Linked DNA regions of Mus musculus: region 1 is linked to region 2. The links are chromatin contacts, called in public HiChIP or PLAC-seq maps. All regions are on one chromosome and are shown on one strand. Each heading gives the region's core, a stretch centred on a gene start, on an enhancer-like site or on the middle of the called end of the contact. The rest is flanking DNA. Distances are from core to core; before and after follow the strand shown. Region 1 holds the start of Grifin (galectin-related inter-fiber protein). Region 2 overlaps Mafk (v-maf musculoaponeurotic fibrosarcoma oncogene family, protein K (avian)).

What was found. HiChIP or PLAC-seq counts read pairs in DNA pulled down with a chosen protein or histone mark.
Region 1: an H3K4me3 HiChIP or PLAC-seq map of bone marrow-derived macrophages shows a contact between it and region 2, with 7 times the contacts expected there. The contact joins the promoter of Grifin here to the enhancer-like site in region 2. A contact is called at or near these places in 1 of 39 promoter capture datasets (embryonic stem cells), 1 of 484 Hi-C or Micro-C datasets (B cells), 3 of 115 datasets of contacts at active chromatin or transcription factors (bone marrow-derived macrophages, embryonic forebrain and large pre-B cells) and 1 of 9 other capture datasets (embryonic stem cells).

The regions. Positions count from the first base shown.
Region 1 is chr5:140,562,964-140,568,557 of GRCm38.p6, forward strand. It overlaps Grifin (galectin-related inter-fiber protein), which reads right to left and starts at 2,104. Exons shown (of 5, transcript NM_030022.1): 1 at 2,079-2,104; 2 at 1,703-1,782; 3 at 1,470-1,629; 4 at 578-744; 5 at 226-331. The coding sequence starts at 2,090. The coding sequence ends at 316.
Region 2 is chr5:139,792,190-139,798,378 of GRCm38.p6, forward strand. All of the region lies in intron 1 of Mafk (v-maf musculoaponeurotic fibrosarcoma oncogene family, protein K (avian)), which reads left to right. Among named protein-coding and RNA genes, the nearest start is that of Mafk, 3.7 kb to the left of the region's middle. Within about 2 kb of position 4,897, at least 235 of the 459 cell types and tissues checked have an H3K27ac peak or open chromatin away from gene starts, as enhancers often do. A contact at or near this core is called in bone marrow-derived macrophages and embryonic forebrain, where this site is marked.

The DNA.
Region 1 (5,594 bases), core at 854-3,353, 770 kb after region 2:
GAAATAGAGCCTCAGACTCCAGCCAGGGTCTTGGGGACAAGGGGAGGGACTGCCCAGCGCCTGGGGCATTGGTCTCAGGAAGCCCCTTTTCCTGGCAGGCACATCTGTGGCTGTCACAGCCCCACAGAACAGCCCCACCTCCACAGCAGCCAAGACTGTAACCTGCTCATATTTTATTGAAGGTAAAGCTCGGGGTTCACACAGAGCCTCAGCTTCCCAGCATCTATAACGTGTGTAGTGTGTGTCCCGTGGCTCCAGGTAGAAGGGGATGCAGGATGGTCAAGGCTGGCTCTTGTAGGCTGTGGTCCAGTCTGCTCAGTAGCCCCCATCGCTGCAAGAATCCAAGGTTCTGGTTTTAGCTCTGCTTGCTCTAACCAGATGTGGACAACTGGGGGGTGAGGGAGGGAAACAGCTGTGCAAGGCCAGAAGAAGGTGACATACGTTAGCCAACCAGGGACCAGGCAGATAGGAATCCCGAATGGTGTGTGAGGACATGGCGGGCACCTTACCCTCAGCTCAGGCTCCACTTGGCCAATTCCACCTGGGTTAGTGTGTGAGGACATGGCGGGCACCTTACCCCCAGCTCAGGCTCCGCTTGGCCAGCTCCACCTGGGCCAGCCGATGCTCACTGAGCACTCGCACTCTGGTGATGGTGGCCAGCGGTCGGTGCCGATGTGGGAACTGGAGCACCTTTTGTTCCTGGGCATAAATGTGGAAGTGTTCTGCGTCTGCACTCACCTCCATCTGAGGGGAAGGGAAAGTGTGTGTGTGTGGGGGGTGTCTCTGGGCCCCAACCACAGAAGCCTTCTTGGCTGTCAGCAATCTCTCCAGGCTCCACCCAACAGCAGCCAAGTGTGAGCCAGGACTATTCATTCAGCTTGGCTCCTCTTTGTCTCTCTGTCTCTGTCTCTCCCTCTCTCCCTCTCTTCTCTCTCTTCTCCACGTGTTCTCAGCCAGCCTCTACCTTTCTTCCTCTTTCTGTCTTCTCTCCTCTGTCTTTCTGTCCTTCTCTGCCCCCTTTTCTCTGCCACTATCCCCTTTCCACGTTGCCTTCCTTTCCCTCCAATAAACTTCATTTTGTACTAGGCCTGTTGCACGGTGCTGATTCCTCGGGGGGGGGGGGGGGGACGGGGACGACGACACATTGGCCTGGCCCACCAAGGTGCTCATTGGCCTGGCCCACCAAGGTGCTCCCTCCTGCCGCATTTTATAAAACACAACCCTGGCTACTTGGCAAAGCATGGTGTGGACCACCTGGTCCTGAGTTCCTAGCTGGGGATCCCTCTTTTCACCAAGAGAAGGTGGTTAGTAGCCAGAGAGAGAGAGACACCCTGTGAACAAACTCCGTGAAAGGAGGCCACTCGGCCCAGCAGGGTGCACCAGCCCATGCATTTATCCTCCGCAGTCCCTGTCTTCACGGGTCCTAGGTGTCCCACCCCACCTCTCCTTCCTCCCACAGACCCCATCACCTCAAAGGGCTCTCCCAGAGTCAGTGGGAATATGCTGGACACCTCCTCCTGCCCCCACCGTCCTCCCTGGAAAGCATTGCCCACCACCGTGGCGCTGGAGAATCGAGGTTTGACGTGGAAGGCGATGTCTCCGGCGTCTGTTAAGAAGTTGATCTCGAACCTATGGGTGGAGAGTGTGATTAGGGTCAGGAGTGTGGCTGGAGGGTCCCGACCCCAGCGAGGGAGGCTCTTACTTCTCTTCTCCAGCATCTGCATGTCCCTGGACAGTCAGGCTCCAGCCAGGGGCCAGACCCCCTGCACAGAAGGCTTCGAACTGAAGGCAAAACACAGGGGACAGAGCCCCAGAGGGCTGCAACCTCCTTCCTCCCCATCAAGTGTGCTGTTTATTCAGGGACACCGGCTCCCACCAAGCCCAAGCCTCTACTTCCATGTTGCTCTGGGTGTGGTGGTCCAACCTTACCCCCACAGCCTCTCTGCTTGGGGGCTGAGGAGAAGCTATAAACATTCCCAGCTCTATAGTGGAGTAGGTGGCCCCACCAGGCGCCCACCCCCCCACTCCACTTCCTTCTCCAGCATTTGCAACCTCCCTGGGCTGTGGATCTTACCCACCTGCAGTGTCATTGCCCTCAGCCACTGGGTGTGGGGATGAGGCAGCTGGAGATATAGCAGAGCCCGCTGGGGCGGGGCATGGGGGCCCCACCTCTAGGGGCCTTGTCTGGGTCACATGGACCTCTGTGCCCCATTTTTCCTCCCCCCTCAGGCTAACCCTGCTGGAGAGGGGGCTGGGTACATGGCTTAGTGGCAGCGCTCTTGCCCTGGGTTCATCAGTGAATACACTGGTCCTTTCAACATACTTCCCCAGGTCTACCTAGCTCTGCCACCAGCACTATTCAGGGTCTTGTGCACATCTGGGGATACATCACCCATCTTTGTAGGGAGGGTGTAACCAGGGCCCCCCCCAACTCCCATACTCCAGAGCCTCACACTGACCCCATCGGTCTCAAAGAGTGAAGAAAGTGTGTCCTCCTATAGAACCCTGGCTGACCTTATGACCTCAGTCTGACCATCCATCAACTGTCTACCATACTGGGAATGTGTCCCTGATCCAGTCCCCTTCCATCCCAGGGCTGCCCCGCTGCAGTGGCTCAGTGGCCTCAAGGGGATGAATGGGGATTAGGCCTGGCTCTGCTCAGCACATTCCAGTGTCCAGTCTACAGATGGGGAGGGCCTTTCCCACACCCCCACGCCTCTCCTGGCCGGCTGCCTCTTGGGCTGAGCCAATGAGAAGGATCCACTGGGGCCCTCGAGGCCACCTCAAGGATGGAGGAGAGAAGCCCAAGTCTGTGGGGGCGGTTATGGGGGCCTCTGGGACTCTCTGAAGGGGGAAGTTGGGTCACAGTGTAGCTGTGGTGGGGGCCCAGAGCCTTGGGGGTAAAGCCTGCAGATGAGTGTGTAACAAGCACGTGTCTCCTTTTCTCCTGTCCCCGTGGGTCCCCTCTGCCACCGTTCTTCTCTCCAGGCCCTGGCAGGGCTGAGCCTCTGGCCTGCTTTGCCTCTTCCCAGATACCGCTGCACGGATGGACACAGTCTGGCAGGGAGCTATGGGTACCAAGGTCAAGCAGGACACAGAGATGGCTCACTAGCATGGCAGGGTTGGCTGAGCCTGCAGGGGGCAGCCCAGAGCAACAGAGATTCCCTGGGGTGAGCCTGCTGGACCTGCCTGGCTGGGTGCAGAGTCTGCAGACCCCACATGCTCACCTTCCTGGAGGGCCATGGGGAAGAAGTACCATCAGTAAGTGCTTGCTGCGCAAGTAGGGGGATCTGAGTTTGATGCCCAGCACTTGTGCAAGGCACAGAACACAGTGGTCTGTGCTGGGGTCTCCAGCCAGCCAGTCAGGAGACCCTGGCAAGTCCCAGGTCCCTGTGACAGTCTCTCAAAACCACACACACTAAAGCCCTGGGCCGCAGGGCCCACTAGGAGACTGCAGGCCGGCTTCATGGCTTTCCCCTTCTCCTTTCCCCTATGTAGGGATGCTGCTGGGACGAGATGTCCATCTTCAAATTCTCTGGATGTGCAATACAGTGCTGGTTGGTACCAGAACTCAGGGCTGGGGTCAAAGCCCACAAGTCAGGAGTGTGGACAGGTTCTAACCCCCTGGCTACCTTGAGCCAGTGGCCTTCTGTGCTTCACAGCCACGTGCTGGAGTTGCTAATGCTGACCTCTGTCACCTCCTCCCCTTAGTGCTCCCCCCCCCCCACACACACACACCCAGTGCCTGTCTCCTTGATGAAGGAAGGTAAACAAGACAGATGTGGCTGAGCAGGGGAACTGGGTCAGCCCACTCCACCTCCATCTTTCCTAGGATGAGAGGAACATCGACGTGGGCACCTTGTTCTCCGGCTCTTGCAGCCTGGAGGCCATAGCTTGGAATTGGGAGCCTGGGGATGGGGGCGGGGGAGCCCCATACCTGTTGAGACATGAGGCCCAGATTTTGCTGCCAGGGACAGAGAGGTCAAAGATGCCTGCTTCCAACGGTCTCCATCCCCTGTGAGCCTCAACCTCCCCCTTCCGGCTTATGAGGTCTGTGTGGTAGGAAAGCTGGCGGCTGCCCACCACCCAGCTCAGTCTCTACAGCTGGGAAGTGTTGGAACCCCAGGCCATTCTGATGGAGGCTGGACGTGCTCCCACAACTGGACTCTGCCCCATGGTGTCACACAGACCTGTGCTTGCATCCCTCTGAGTGGCTGGGACTTGTGTCTGGTAGGGTTGGAGCAGGAGGCTGTGACAACTCCCAATGACCCAGGCAGCTACAGCCCCGGGGACAGAATGGGCCAAGGAGAGACCCGAGATGCACTTTGCCCCCACACCAATGTCAGGGAACCCAGCTCCTTCCTTGGCTGCCTCTGCCCTGGCCTGGTTGGATTTTGTGAGATTCGATGGTGTGGCGGGCAGTAGTCCTCTATGCCGTGCTGTCTGGTGGGCCTGCTGCCAGGTGAGGTGGTTCAGGGCTGAGACTAACAGACCTGCCATTTAGGCAGCACCCGCACCTCCTACCTCCACCCGGATGTGCGGTTTTGCCTGGAGCTGTTGACTTTGAAGGTTCTTAAGCAGGAGCTGGTCTCCACCCAGCTTAGGGGAGGAGCTACACCAGGATGGGGGGCGGGGCGCGGTGTAGGCGGACATCTTGGCCAGACCCTGGCCAGTGCTGAGTGCCAACTCTCCTCCCCCTCTCCTCTTCCCTGGCTCCTCCACTTCTCTTCTTCCTCCCCACGTCATCCTTTTCCCTCATCCATTTTCCCCTGTTCATGTGTTTCTAAGAATGTCCTTACTTAGCCCAGGCTTGCCTCCGACTTTCAAGTTTTATCCCAGCCTCCTCAGTGCTGAGATTATAGACCTGTGCCACTACACCCAGGCTGCTTTTAAGAAGTGGTCACTTCGCGTAGCCCAGGCTTGCTCCCTGTCAGATACCTACTGGCCAGTTTACAGGCATCTCTAAAGCTGACAGCCTTTGGGATTGGTTCTGAGATCCATATTCTGGAAAAGGATGTAGGAGCACAGACACACAGCTAGACCATCACAGAGCCAAGGTTTGAAGCCAGCAGTATGCCTGCCCGAGTCCCCACCCTAAACACATCCCTTGGAAGCATGGGATGGAGGTCCATCTGGGTTGGCTTTCAGGAGGAGGAGGCACTACGGGTGGCTGTTGTAGAATGAACAGGAGTTAGGTTATGGGAAGGTACCCAAACCAACAACAATCTGGGTGTGGTGGCACAGAACTATAATCCCAGCACTGAGGCAGGAGGATTGAAAGTTGGAGGCTCCCGGTCATGATGAAGGGGAATCATCTTTTCTCGGCTACATCTGTCAGTTTCTGAGCCAAACTCCTCAGTCAGTGTTTCCCAGTAACCCATTAATTTTGCAACCATCAAGAGTGTTCATATTTGTTCACAACCCTGTTGGACAAGAACCTTCCCTTTCCCTTTTGGGCTGTTTCCCTGATGGTGCATTGCTGTGAGCAACCTCCAGGGGGCAGTAAGGAGCCAAGTCAAAGAAAAAATGCCCGGATAAATGTGGCACATTGTAACAGAGGATAGTGCTGGAGGGTGTGGGGGCGGGTGTTGAAG
Region 2 (6,189 bases), core at 3,647-6,146:
ATCAGAAGCAAAAACTCTAGCAAATTACAGGTGAAGAAAGCCTCGTGGGTCCTAGGTGCCTAGATTAGATCTCTTTGGGGGAGATAGACTCCTCTTCTGGTATCCTTGAGATAACAGCCACTCCAGCCTCCTAGAACTTGCCCCGTAAGAACGCAGTCGGTATTTGGGAGGTGAGGCTGCTTGGTGCTCTTGTTTCTCTAGGGAAGTTAGTCTGAGCCTCGCTTTTCACACAGCTCTCATTGCTAACACAGATGCACTTTAACAGTTCGCCTTCCAATTGATGGACAGGCACTCAGTACACTCAGTCCTCAAAAGCTAGCTTGTGTCTCAGCTGGTAGGTAGTTCACCCCTTCCACTCCTGTGGAGTCACTAAAATTAGCCCTGGGACCCCAGAGGTTGGCACTGCTGAGGTCATACTGTGGCAGCAACATTTCAGAAGGTATCTGGTGGAGTGCACGTGGGTACTTTGATGCTTTGAGCTGGTGTTTTAGGGCCAGGTAACTTCTTTCAAAGGTGTTGGTCTAAAGCCATTATGTTATGGTGGCACATGCTTGTACTCCTAGCACATGGGAGTCTGAGGCAGGAAGATCTTGAGTTTAAGGTTAGCCTGGATTGCTTAGCTAGTTCAAGACCAGCCTTAGTTACATAGCGAGACACTGTCACACAAAACCAAACTGAAACAGTAGGTGTGAATTTAAGCATGTGGATGGAGTCAAGAAAGCTGTATAGGCAGGACCTACCTGCAGCCCATGTCACTGGGGACAGCCCTCACTGATGACAAAAACCTTCCTCTCTCCTTAGATAAATCACGAGAAATGTGGTGTTTGACCTTGGTAAAGGGAATGTGTCTAATGTGATAACTTCTTGTGATTCCAAAAGAAAAGATTTACTAGACAAAACACAAAGCCAGGCTTTGCTGGAGTACATTCTCCTCTTGTTCTCCAACTGAGCTGGGCTTGCAGGGCCCTGTTCCAAGTTCAGGGCTGTGTACTTTCCAGGTAGTTGCTAAAAATGGACGTTGGATGGAGGGTCTGGGGAGGCTCTGTTTTCCCGAGAGTCTGCTGTTTCTGTGTCCCAGCCCTTTCTCTAGCACCTCAAGGCTTCTGGTGAGTCTTTTCTGGCCATTACTTCCTAAGGACCCTCAGTTTTTAGTCCCTGGCTCTACCAGCCCCAGGGCTTGTTTACAGTCTCTGCTAACTCTTTCTTGCAGTCTAGACTAAGAAGTTGTGTCTGTTTTTGCCCCGGCTGTTCTGAGTCTAAAGGTTTCTTGGGGTGGACTTTCTGGATCTCGGGTCTAGTCCACACGGGAAATGGAAATCAGGCCAGCTGGGAGAATTCTCTGTGTGGCCGATCTCTGGAGCTATAAACAGTGACTCATTCTCCCGCCCCACCCTCCCTGTCCCCTGCTCCGCTCCGGGAAGATGCCTGGTCACTCATATTTACTTTTGCTTTTTATAAGTCACACACATGCGTTCTGTTTCCTCTTTCCTGCAGTTTCAGGAAACTGAAAGTGTTATCTGAAAACCTATAGAGTTTCACAGAGGTAGACCTGAGCCCCAGTGATCAAACACCACACTGCTTGGTGTTGGGGAGGATACTACAGCCTTGCTTGCTTGATGGCCTGGCCTGAGGTCAGAGGTCAGGGTTAGAGGATAGGGGCTGTTGTGTCTGATGACACACCTGTCAGCTCTTCCTTGGGGCTGTCTGGTATGGTAGGGGGAGAGCACACACCCTCCGCTCAGCTTCCTTTTTTGTCTGAGTCCCCGCCTCTGTCTGTCTATAAAACAGACCTTGATACCCTGAAGGAGCTGGTATCAGCAACACACGCTCTCTGCTTAACAGAAGTTGATTGTGCATGGAAGCTGCTGAAAGAATGTTCTAGAACCAGGTCTAGGTCCAGGGAAAAGGCTGACTTTCCAAAGACAGCAATTAGGAGGGCTTTCAGGAAGAAGTGGAAGTTGAGGCTAGAGTGGAGACCCCATATCCATCATAGCCAGGAACACTCACCAGCCAAAGAAGGAAGCCCAGACAGGGAAGCTCAGAAGGGCACCCCAAGACCTATGTTATCTGTGGGACTAAGTCTGAGGCACCAAGATCAGAGTTGGGGATCTGTTACACCAAGGTCCAGAGAAGAACTGGACCGTGCATGGGGCTGGGTAGGTCAAGAGCTGGTTCTGTAGTTCCAGCACTTGGAGGCTGAGGCAAGAGAAGACCAATTCCAGACTAGCCTGGGCTGTTCGAGGCTCCGTCTTAAACAAGCAGGTCTGGAGAGGTAACTCAGTTCGTAAAGTGTTTGCTTGAGCCCACGTAAAGATGTTAGATGTGGTGGCATACTCTGTCATCCCAGTGTTGGCTAGGGAGAGACAGGAAGATCACTGAATCTCTCTGGTCAGCTAGCCTAACCTTTGTGATTAGTTCCGGGCCACTGAGAGTCCTGGTTTCAGACAAGTGAGATATACCCAGTGGGGTGGCTCAGGGGGTAGAGGTGCTTGCCATCAAGCCTGGTGGCCTGAGTTCAAAGCCCCAAGACCCGCATTGTAGAAAGAGAGAACTGACTCCCAAAAATTATCCTCTGATCTTCACACCCACTTTGGCAAGTACACACACACACACAGAGACACACACACACACACACACACACACACACACACACACATGTCTGGGCTTAGCTGTTTCCTGGGGACATCCCCAGTGAAACATGGAGAGTAGAAAGTGGCTGGAGCCCCAGGACCACCAGCGATGGGCCAGAGCCACTCAGTCAGTCAGGGAGAGGAGGTCAGGTTAGAGGCAGAGGGAGGGCAGCCACAGTTGAGGGAGGTGTGCCGTGCACCCTGCTGTCAGCCTCGAAACTGCTTGAGTCACCTCTGCATGTAACTGGGATGACACAGCTTCCTGAGATTGCAAGCGCAAGGTGACCAGACGTCCTCTAGGCTAGGCAGACAGTTGTGGCTTATGGGAGGGCGGCCAGCCAGCCTGAGCTGGGTGGAGATGCCCAGCCACGCGCTGTGGGAGGACGGCACAGTGAAATCTTAGTGGTCTGCAGTGGCAGGAGCTCATTTGACCAGCTGTGTTGTGGTTCATCAGCATGTGGCCACTGTCTGTCGGGGATGTGTCAGCCCCATGTGTCCTCGGGGTCCTGGAAAGGGTGCTTGGCTTTGGGTATTTGTGAGAGGCTCCGGAACAGAGGTGGCCACATCCTTAGTGGCTTTAGGTTCTGTGGCTGCCTGCTGTCAGGGTGACGCTTGCTGTCTGGGGCATGAACCTGTTCCCTTGGACAGACTAGGTCTCTCGACACCCACCCTGCTCCCTTCCCCCATTCTGGGAGACCAGAAACCTGAAGAGCACACATCTTGGTCAGCTGGATTGGGGGCTGGAGTTGCTGTCACCCCAAGGAACAGGGGGTATCACTCAGAACCCCCAGGTTGGTGTTACAGTTGCAGCAGAGTGAGATGGGTGATCCATGTTATACACTACCTGGGGAACATGGAGACCTTTTGAGACTGAGACCTTTTCTGGTCCACCATAGCACTAGTAGCAAGTACATAGTCTCTGTAGCTCCCTGTCTGTTTGTCCTTCTTGCTGTGTGCTAGGACTGCCAGGATGTCGTGCAGGAGAGAGTCTTGATGCTATAAGTGCCCCCAATAGTGCAGTCAGTGCAGTGGAGTGCTGAGGAACTGCTTCCGGGGAGCAAAAGTAGGTAGGATAGGCGATGCTCTGCCTGCTCCCCCACCCCCATCCCCTCTCCCATACGGAAGACAGTCTGCTAGCATCTGCTACCTGCTGTCTCTGGATGCCAGGCTGGACTCCCTTGCTCTGCGGCAGTGTGCCTCTCTGCTCTTTATGCACAGGGCCTCTTCTATCCCAGTCCATCTTCAAGTGGAAGGACTGGCCACCCTGTCCCTGCTGGCTGGCCGTGTTTATCAGAGGAGCTGGGCTTGGGCAGGGGTAGCTTCTCCCTAAGTTGTCCAGGCTGACTTTGAACACACTCTGTAGCCCAGGTTGGCCTTGAACTTGTAGTTCTCCCAGGGTCTAGGATGGCAGGCCTGGCTTGGCCTTCGATGGATAGGTTGGGACTGTACCCAGGTGCTTGGCGTACACACACTGAGTTGCTGAAAATCTCTGTCCCTTAGATCGTCCCCCGTGATTGCAACCAGGCAGAAGGGCATGCATGCCTCTGTCTGACTCAGGGCAAACGTGCACCTCACCTTTCCCCTGGACAGACTTCTACAATGTTGGTCATGAAGGATGGAGTCTGAGTTATTTTGACAGGGGGTGCAGGTGTTCCTGCTGAACAGGGTTCCAGAAGCTGAAGCCTAGCTGGGGCGGGGTAGGCTGGGGTAAAAACATTAGCTCAGTCTAAGTGTGCACCCAGGACTCCTGAGTGGGGGCTTCAGGACTCCACTTGTCATCTCTGGGGTCTTTTCTCGCATCCTCTTTTTCTGAGGAAATGACCCCAGCATTGAAGGGGTTGGCATTTGTCCATGGCCTCTGGGGTTTACTTATTTTTAAGCCAGCTTAAGTCTGAAGAAGGATCCTTGAACTCAGACCCCATCAGAAGCCCACAAAGAGGGTATACATGGAAAGTGCCAGGGAGGGGCCCTTCCTGCTGGCCAGGTGGTCTCCATCCAGTGGTCAGTTGACTCTCGTGGGGTCACCTGGGGGCAAGCCCCTACCCCGTGCATGTCCTGGCCACCCAGCTGTCACAGTACCATCACTATGGCAATGGAAAGATTCCTGCTCCAAGCTGAGCGCTGGCCTGCACGTCTCGGCACCCGTGGGTCTGAGTTGATTCCCCCTTCTTCCAGGCACCTTCCTTTTCCGCTGGCAGTGGCCCCTGGGGCCCGTGAGCATGCGGGTGGGAGGGGTGTCCTTGTGTGGGAATGTGAGCCGGCTCTGTAAACAGCCTGTGACTCACCACATAGCTATGTCACTGACGCTGGAGTTGCAAGTTGGAAGAGATGCCCAATCCCTCCTCCCTCCTTACACGGAAAACTTTCTCAGGGCTCCCGGGGCTCCTAGGCGCCTGGCTCCTGAGAGTTCCTAATGGGGCAGCCCAGCACCTCTCTAGTGCCACTGTTACCTGGCTGGAGCTGGAGGTGATCTGTGGACGATACATGCTCTGCCCGTATCCCCATGTGATCTCTCATCGACATTGGATCACCCTCACAAGCTCTGGTCCATCTCAGGTCCCAGATGGATACTGTGACAGGATGCATGCTGCTTTACCTGAGTTCCTGGCCCTGCCCCTGTCCTGGTCGGCCTACTGCCATTGCCCCTCAGCATGACCAGCGAAGTCACCAGGGTACTATATCTACTACCAGAGTCAGTACCTTGTCTCTCGCTGATGGCTTCCTGGGCAGTAAGGGTGGCGGGCAATGAGACAGGACCCCATCAGAGGTGGGGTCACAGTGTAGAGAGACAGAGCCTAAAGGCCCCTCACATCTGTGGGGGAAGGGACAGGGAGGTCCTCCACTGTCTTGTTCATGCCTGTCCTCCACACTCTCCTTTGTGTGATTTCCCTGATGTTCCTTGTTCTGTGCCCATCTTTGTCAGGGTTTGAAAGACAAGAGCTGGGGGTGTATCCCACTTTAAAGGCGTCCCTGTCCCTCTTACCCCTTCCCCACTTGTCAGGGAATGAATGGGTTTGTTTACTGCCTGAGAACCTCGTGTTGTCTTTCCGCACAGGCTTGACCCACAAGTCCCAAATGCTTTTGGGCTTCTCTGTTGCCATGGCGACAGTGGGGGGTTGGCTACATCCCAAGGTCGTCATGGCAACTATCAGAGGGGAATCATGCTTGGGATGCTTTGGCTGGCTTTTTCATGAATGATGAGGGTGTGTGACACAATGCAGACTGGAGAATGAGAAGGGCGGGCAAGGGGGCTGGCGGGCTGGCCATGGGGACAGGGCCTGCCAGACAGCCCAGTAAGTCTGCCAGGTGGCTGGAGTTCTCTGCCCGTGTCTCTGGCTGGATCCTCTGAACCTGCTACCCACCAGTAGCCCCCACCCCACCCATAGGGGCCTTGGGGTCACTCTGAGGGGCTGGGGTGGCCAGGGAGGAGTGGTGATGTCACAGCTGCAGTGTCCTTCACGGAGGTAGGTGTCCCTTGGGTTGCAGGAGGGCGGTGCTGTGGAGGGGTGGGGGTGTGAATGAGGTCTCAGGAAATAGCCTTCTCTCCCTGGTGAGCCAG